Linked DNA regions of Arabidopsis thaliana: region 1 is linked to region 2. A link is a contact called in public capture Hi-C data. All regions are on one chromosome and are shown on one strand. The core of a region is the stretch at or near the end of the contact, and the rest is flanking DNA. Distances in the headings are between cores, read along the strand shown. Region 1 holds the start of AT4G08360 (KOW domain-containing protein). Region 2 holds the start of UMAMIT20 (nodulin MtN21 /EamA-like transporter family protein).

The links. Capture Hi-C pulls out chosen DNA fragments and counts their contacts.
Region 1: a capture Hi-C map of seedling shows a contact between it and region 2, with 1.9 times the contacts expected there. A contact is called at or near these places in 1 of 26 Hi-C or Micro-C datasets (root) and 3 of 3 other capture datasets (root, seedling and shoot).

What each region holds. Positions count from the first base shown.
Region 1 is chr4:5,294,235-5,298,816 of TAIR10.1, reverse strand. It overlaps AT4G08360 (KOW domain-containing protein), which reads right to left and starts at 3,061. Exons shown (of 3, transcript NM_116905.3): 1 at 2,788-3,061; 2 at 2,509-2,591; 3 at 1,733-2,115. The coding sequence starts at 2,884. The coding sequence ends at 1,870.
Region 2 is chr4:5,237,403-5,241,601 of TAIR10.1, reverse strand. UMAMIT20 (nodulin MtN21 /EamA-like transporter family protein) reads right to left here and starts at 2,829. Exons shown (of 7, transcript NM_116898.4): 1 at 2,321-2,829; 2 at 2,104-2,166; 3 at 1,851-1,967; 4 at 1,530-1,776; 5 at 1,273-1,431; 6 at 1,047-1,198; 7 at 490-963. The coding sequence starts at 2,514. The coding sequence ends at 741.

The DNA of each region.
Region 1 (4,582 bases), core at 1,812-4,311, 57 kb before region 2:
TTTTTATTCAATTTTACTCTTATTTCCATTTGGCAAATTTATTCAATAAGAAAAGAAAAAAAGATACACAATACAATATAGGACATGTGTATCCAAATTTAAATGGGAAAACTGGAAAAAAAAAAAAAAGTTTGCTCATATACATTTTTATTATGAATTGTCATTTTTGCCGTAAATACCCCTACATAATTTTTGACTCTTCTCTAAGCAAATTTAAAAAGGAGGAAATAGAAGAAAACAATTTGTGATTTAAAAGAATGTGGGTGATTTGAAGGAAACAATTTGTAATTTAATTTGAAAAAGTAAATTTTTAAAAGATAAAACCTCGTTTAAAATATTAAGAATACATTTCTTAGAGTTTTACGAATATTAGAGTTTGTATTCTTCATTTTGTACATGTTCTAAAAAAATGGAAGTCCAAATTTCAAGGGTAGTTTAGCAAAGACATATTCTTTTCTGCTTTTTCTTTAGACAAAATCTGATACTAATATAGCTAATTAAACAATTTAATATTGAACTTTCTGGTTTTGTTTATCTTTTAGAGTAAAAAATTCTGGAGGTTGTGAAAAGGCAAAAGACTAAGCGAAACATTCCGGATGACACCCATATCAATGGCCTCTCTAATCTTCCTAGTTATTCAAGATTTACCATTCTCATACACAGGGCTGGCCGTGGACACAACAAAATGAAACATCTGCTGTGGCCTCCATTTTTATTCAGCAAAACTTATTTACAAAACAACCCTTATTTTATTCATTTTTCCAATAATTGGCCCCAAATTTTTAAAACTTCTAAATTAACTTTAATTTTGTTTTGGGCTTTGGCCCACAAAATGTCAAGGCCGGCCCTGCTCATACATCTGTTGAAAATATCTAAAAATATTGAAACAATAATCATATTGTGGTTAGGGGTGTCAAAATGAGCCTGTTCGCTCACCTTAGCTCAATTCATGATGAGCGCGGAGAAAAAGGGAGCTATGCTCAGCTCATTTATTATATAAGTTTTAAAATACAAATTTAGACTCAGATCATCTTGATCGCAAGCTAAATGAGCTAGCTCGTTAGCTAATGCAAATAAATAAATTATATATTTTCTAATATTATTCTGTAAATTATATATTTTCTAAAATATATTTCTCTTTTTAATAGAAAAAATATATATTTTTTTTTATTGTTAACTTTTTGTATATATTACTTCAGAAAAAAAACCAAACTCATGAGCTAGCTCGTATAACTCTCGAGCTAAATAAAACTCAATCATTAAACTCATTTATTAAATGATCTTTTAAAAATAAAACTCGAGCTCATAAATAATCAAGTCGAGCTGAGCCAGCTCATGAGCTAACAACTCATTTTGACACCCCTAATTGTTGTGTTTGTATAACAGAACAAACAATCTTACATTGATGCAAACTCACTACATCATATTAAAGAGAAACAAGGGGAGATGGAAGAGAAAATCAATAGAATCACATATTTCAAGAGAATGCTTATTCACATATTTCAAAAACCCTGAAACTTTTGATGAACGATGGAGTGAATGAGAATATACATGAGTGTCAAAGAGAAGAAGTCATTGAACAATGTAGCCAACGCGATCTTTTCTTTTTACACCATATGTCTTGTTCAATGGCTTCAAATAAACTAGCGAAAGCCGTTCTTGTTTTGGTCATATAGTGAATCTTTAATTCACTTGATAAATCTAGCATCAATAGTTATTCATAATAGGTTGGAAAAAAAGTAAGGGGATCTTGCAAGGGAGGGGACCAACATGCTAAACTAAAAATGTAGAAAACAAATACAAATGTAGAGAAATTTGAAATTATAATAGACGGTCTCACAAGATGAAACTAAACTTTCATTAAAACTATCATGGTTGCACAAACTTGGCTAATAAGGCCAGGTCCAGAATCTTGACGTCAAGATTACCATCTATCTTAACAATAGCATCCAACCCGTCGATTCCGATCAGCTTACATGTAAGCCCAAGGTATGAACCCCCAAGGATTTTCACATGATCACTCTTCCTTGGACGAACTATCTCCAATTCGCTTGAGGGGACCATTATAGTGTCACCTTCCCCACCAGACCCAAGAGACACTTTACACATTCCATCCTGACAAAAAAGTAAGCACATGGGAAGAATGTATGCGTTAGAAAGGAGCTATCATTTATAATCACTTCTCGTAATCAAGATCATTGAACTTTGTTGTATGGTTTTGTTTATCATTATTTTTTTTATGTACGTAATGTTAAATAAGATTCAAAAGTAAATAAACTTTTTTACATCAAGTGCATCGTAATTTATATATAGGAGGTAGATTGAGAGCTAAGATTTTCTTCGTAAAGAAAGCTTAGAAGACTAAAAACCGACTTTGGAGCCAGCATTGGAAGCTAGCATCATATCGCCGGTCCTTTTGTCTTTGAATTGTGGTGATCCTGTTTATCATTATCTGTTCTCTTTTGTATTAAATAAAATTCTGGAGTTGGTTAAAGGCAAAAGACTCACCGAGACATCTCGAATGACGCCTACTTCGCTGTTGTGTACGGTAACCAAAATATCAGGCATGAACCGCACTTCAACATCCTCATCTGTGGCAAATACGAAAAGCTAAGAAAATAGCCATAGATGTGAAACATCTTGCGTATGAAACGTTGACGAACATAAAGGAGATGCATGGAATTCAACAATACTAAAAGGAATTCACACCTAACTATTTAATTGCTAAGACTGATCATGCAATTAAAAAAAAACAAAATCTAGCACGTAGAGTGTTGAATATATTACCTGAATATTCTTCGGCACATGAATGATGATCCATATTATTTGAAGTTATTTTTACCTTCCCAAATTTAGTGCTTTTACCGGAAACTTGATCAGACATGTTTGTCTCTCAGGTTTTGGTTCCTCGAACTGATCTCTCTTAAATCGAATGATTTGATGTGACTATCTATCTAGGATTATGAAACCCAAGTCCAATTAGGTTTACAAATTACAACATGGATTAAGCTTCAAAGAAAGCATAAGAATAAAAGTAATCTTAAACCGAGTTATGGTTTAGATCCTAACCGAGTTATGGTTTAGGAAGTGATAAGCTCAAATCTCTTTAGGAGTTATCTAAATAAGTGCTTTCCTAATAGGATTAGGACTAGAGTTTTTATATAAATAGAGGTGCTAAGTTATGGGATAAACCAAACCCCACTTTCTAATCCAATTAGGTTTACAAATTACAACACGTTGACTTTCAAACTAACTTACGTGGGCTAAAAGCAAACCCACTTCCTAATCCAATTTCTATTCTCTCTTTTTCTCCTCTTTCTCTCCTCTCCTCTATCACTCGATCTAGTTTTCTTTCATCTCCAAATCTCGGCTTTGGTTATGTCTTGACTCTTGACACCGTGATTTTTCCAAATTTTAATTGAAACCCTAATTATTGTTTACTGGGCAGATTAGTGTTGGGCTTGCAAATATGACTTTTAGGCTTGTAAAAAGAATTTATTTGGTTTGTAATGTCTGTTTATAATGTTACAGTGAGCTGTCAAAAATGGAACGGTAATGTTAGAATAGTTAGCTTTATTTTTCTTACATATGTCGTACTACTTGACCCAAAAAAAAAAACTAGCCAACCCCGAGTCTAATTTTTAAAATTACCCGAATAGGTCTACAATCAAAAAAAAAAAACCGAACTCAACCTAAACCAAATCTAATACCCGTGGATACCCGAATACAAATATACATTTAAAAATATTAGTTATATTTATATTTATAATACCTTAAATACTCAAAATTACAATTATAAATTTGGATATACTATATATTTTGTAGTAATACATATATATTTGGATATATTTGAGATAAAAGTAATCAATGTTATTTTTTCTTTTAAGTAATTTAAGTATTTTTGTTTACATTTGGTAAAGAGTAACCAATGTATTTTCTCGTAATCGGGTATTTTGGTCAGATTTTAGTATATATGAATAAAAAATCTGATCCGAACCCAAAACTATTTTGGAATTTTTGGTTATTTTTGGACTTTTTTATTTATTTTTTTACTAAAATAATCGAACCCGAACCCAAACAAAAATTTTAGAATATCAAGATTGTCAACCCCTACCCAAAGAGACCCGAAACCCAAAAAAAAAACGATTGGGTATGTGTATCTGAATGTCTAGACCTATTAAACTTTAATTTATCGTATAATTCCAAATCATCGAGAACAAAGGTCACATTGATTGGGTGATGATACCATCGTGATAATTCATTCATAATAGATCTATATATATATTTACGTGATTTTTTTCTTCATGATACAGAGATACAGTGCTTAAACTCACTATCATGTTCTTTAGCATATCATGATCCATTCTGTTTTTTCATATACTCATATTCGATATATGATATTTAGATATTTGTTAGAATCAATGTGTAGAATCAACGTATTATTCATTGTGTTAGGACTTAGGACCATTATATAGTTAGTCAATAAGTAATGTGATCACTTTGATATAAATGAGTAGAATCAACGTATTCTTTATTGCGTTTGACCATTATATATATAGTTATTTAAAAATTATGTGATCAC
Region 2 (4,199 bases), core at 1,580-4,079:
TTTCAATCTGGACTATTTAAAAAGTGCGTTTTTCAACCTGAACAAACGATAAGTGATATATAATTTATACTTAAACACGTAAAAATTTAAAAAACCTACTTGAACTATTGATATAGTGCTTGGTTATAAATTCACGTTAACAAATGTTAGTCAACACTAATGATTGCTGACTCAGCTGACACATATGTATTGACGTAGCTTATTCTTCAACTACAATGATGTGTTTTTGCTATTTTGAAATCAATTTTAAAAAAAAAAACCTGTAAAAATAGTGATTCGAACCGGAAACCCGTTTCCCCAACTCGGATTCCCATCCCAGGATCGTATCCTATCATATACACATGCGTTTGGCCATCCATAAACGTCTTAAGTGGCATGAAGATCTCGATTTCTAATGACCTTGGAAATTACTTTGGGTTTCAGCTTTGAGATTACTGGTTTTAGCAAATAGCATATTTCTATGGAGACTCTAAAATACGAAACTTGGGAGAAGTAATAATAATAATGACCGCAGATTTTTGGGATCTATTGTTCATTATAATTTTTGAGTTAGACATCTCACACAACTAGTCACGAAGCTTTGTTTTTGTGTGATTTGGACCTGACCAACTACAACTTATGTAACTATCAAAACATAAAAATAATTTCATGTATTTCATACCAAATGCATACAAATACATATGTATTTATTTTAGTCGAATACAAATATGTATTTATAACTCGAGAAATGCTTTCTTCACTTATATTCCAGATGTGTTACTATGCGCACCACCAGGAATGGTCACATTGCTGTTGTCGCTTATAGAAGAAACCAATTTGTTGTCATCCTCACTTTTAGTTGTGATAGGCAATTCTTGGAGGCTATTCTTTTCAAGGATATCTAATCCGGATACTTCATAGTCTTTTCCTTTTCCCCAAACAACCATATACAAACCCGCGGCGATCACTGCCCCTCCTATTACACTGAAACATAACCAAAATATAAGGATCAAGAATAAGTATTTTGATGGTTACTAATGTAATGTGTCTACATTTATGTAACGTACCATCCGAAATGGATTTGTTCATGAAGAATAAAAGAGGCAATGAGAGCTACAAGAATCATGCAGAGAGGGTTAAAGGCAGTAACAAAAACTGGCCCTCTCGTCTTCATAACCATCCCTTGAACATAGTACGTTATCCCCGAGCTAACTATTCCCTTCATTAAATCAAATTTGTTGATATTTGTCTCAATTGATTGATTATGGTTAAAACTAATATATATAATCTTACTGTATAAAGAGGTGCAAAAAGCCTTGCATCCCAACCAACCGCCCATCCGCTAGGGTGTCTCTCCACCACAAGCGCTACCGCGAAGCTTTGGACAGCCCCGGCTAGGCATATTAAGGCTGATAATGAAAGATCGGCAGGGTACGTCTTTATTGTTATCGACTGAATCAACCAATTAACAAAAATTTCGAAGTTTATATTACTTGGTTTGTGGATTGATAAGTATATATTACGTATGATCAAAAAAGTAAGGAGCGTACCTGTAAAACATAAAAACCAGACCAAGCAACACAACCGAGGAGAATCAACAAGGTTCCAACAACCCAATTGTTATGGTCTTGTGAATTATTTGTATGTCCGTTTTGTTGATCCATATTCGGGTTAGACCACGGTAAAGGAATAAGCGGACCTTTGTACAATGTCATTACTAGTGCCCCTCCAAGACCCACCAATGTCCCAATGATCTTTGCTTTGCTTCGTACCTCCGCTATGTTAACTTTCTCCATTCTATTCACATATCACCCGTTTATTACAATCAATTCGGTTTTAAAGATGTGTTCAAAGTTTAAACCATAGATTACCTTAAAATCCAAGCTATTATAAATGTGACAGAAGGAAGAATGTTCATGATCGCAGATGTATATGTTGCTGATGTCATGTTCATCCCCAAGTAACCAAAACCCTGATCCAAGACTGGCCTACACACAAGCCGGGACAAAAACATATATGTATTAAGGTACTTGCAACTTTATGAAATATCATTGTTTTTTTTCCCCAAAACATAATGTTTATTGTTTTGACTTAAGAATGTGAAATGGAAAGCTTAGTCCTTACTCTAAGAAACCAAGTGCCATTATTTTCCACAAAACCGATAGTGTCATCTTCGGCCTCACTTTCCTACAAAACCAAAACCAAAATAATCCGATTTTATGTTTTAGTAACAGGAAGAAACATATTAGACCACAACATGCTAATTAAGAAACAATGAAATGTATAGTAGTACTGTGTCTAAAAGAAGAACATTATAAATATTGTTTAAACATAGACTGACCTTTCAAAGATGAGTGCAAAAGGTGCAAGGACAAGAGCAGCCACAAGATTACGATACACAATTACGACGTAACGGTTCTGGCCTTGGTTAAGAGTGGCCATAATAACAATATATGTTCCTGCTGCTCCAAATTGCAAAAAGATCATTAACAAATAAGGCCTTAACTTATGCATAGTTGCACTAACACCCTCCATGGTTATTGAAATTTTGTGTTTATTTTTTTTTTCTGTCAAGGTTATTGAAAGAGTATGGATGAACAAGTCTTCTTATATAAAAACATCAAAAAGGTGATATAGAGTTTTGGATAAACATGAGAACTAGTTTTTTCCCTCGATCGAGAGTCATGTAGAGTAGCAAAAGGAAAAACAAAAACTATAAAGTATATACATGTATATGAAATATAATTATTTATTAGGACACGACCAATGAGATACGTTTGTTCAATAAAGAAAGATGATAATTGCTGTTTTGGATTGGTATGGGTTCGTTCATGGAATTGAAAAGCAAACAATATCATATAATGGCTCTGATGATTTCTTTTGCTAACACTATTATCCTGTTGCACACGTCATAGGCTCTCTTTTTTTTTTTGTTCTTGCCCAACTTGAAAAACACGTAAACCTAAAATCTACACGTCTATTGTTAGCTACGTACGTGTATGTTTGGTTTAAGTGTCACGAAGAGTCCGAACGTTTTATGTTAAATGTTCATCAGAAAGCACGTGGAAAAGACTTCGGATTTCCAGTATAACCGCTGTTAGTTATTCATGCTTGTCTTTTTCTTTGTAGGAAATGTAAAGAATTAATAAACAAAAAAAAAACAAAGCAGAGAATTAGCAAACCCTTTTACAAAAAGGAAAGAAGAAAACAGAGAATATGTATGTGTGAGATTGGGCGTGTTAAAGCAGCCTAAGCTTTTCCATTTTCAAAAAAGGTTTTTGTTGAGGCTGATTCGTTCTATTTAAAATATTTTTTTTTTGTTTTATATTTTTTCGGTATTATAAATTGTAAATTATGAGAATTGTTATATACACGATTGTATAACGGACGATTTCTTTCGACTCTTAATAGATCCAGGACAAAAGTCACTTCTTTCTCCAAATCTTTTTTCTTTTTTAATCTCCATGCTTTTGATAGACACTTTCAATGATCTATGACCTAACGACGTTCTATCTGCGTAGAATTCTGACGAACGGTTATAATTGAATATCGTTGGAGATCTCCTACACACTTGTCTCTATTAATCTGCAAATTTTTAAATAAACATAATATCTTGACCTCGAAACTCTAACCTCTTAATGTATATAAATATTAATGAACTCTTAGATAACCAATATACCAAAGGGTTTCCCCATTTTATTCTTTGTTAAACCGTAATTATTTGGATATCACGCCAATAATATTGTCTAGTCCTTTTAAGTTGTTCCATTTAATATTGCCAAGTAAGATTATTAAAGAATTCTTTTACGTCATTCCATAAAAAAAAAACTGCGATTCTAACATCAGTCCTAACTCTTAATCCGTTCTAGTTAAAAAAAATTACACTAAACTTTTTATTGTTTTAGAATTATTACAAATTAAATTTTATTCAACTAAAACTCAAAACATAGCATAATCTTAATTAGTATCATACACGTCAAAATACAAATTAAACCATAGATAGAAACTAAAGAATTGTCTTATATAAAAAAAAAAGGCGAAGAGGTAGTTCAATTCTTTACAAAAACTATGATTACATTTGCCCTAAATGAGATGCAGTCTATGATAATATGGCGATAATATATGGAGGCAAATACGCTACAGACTATATTATTAGGGATAAAAATGCATATAGTTTCTTTATAAGATGCCAAGAAACTAGTATTTAGTTGAGGAATTAA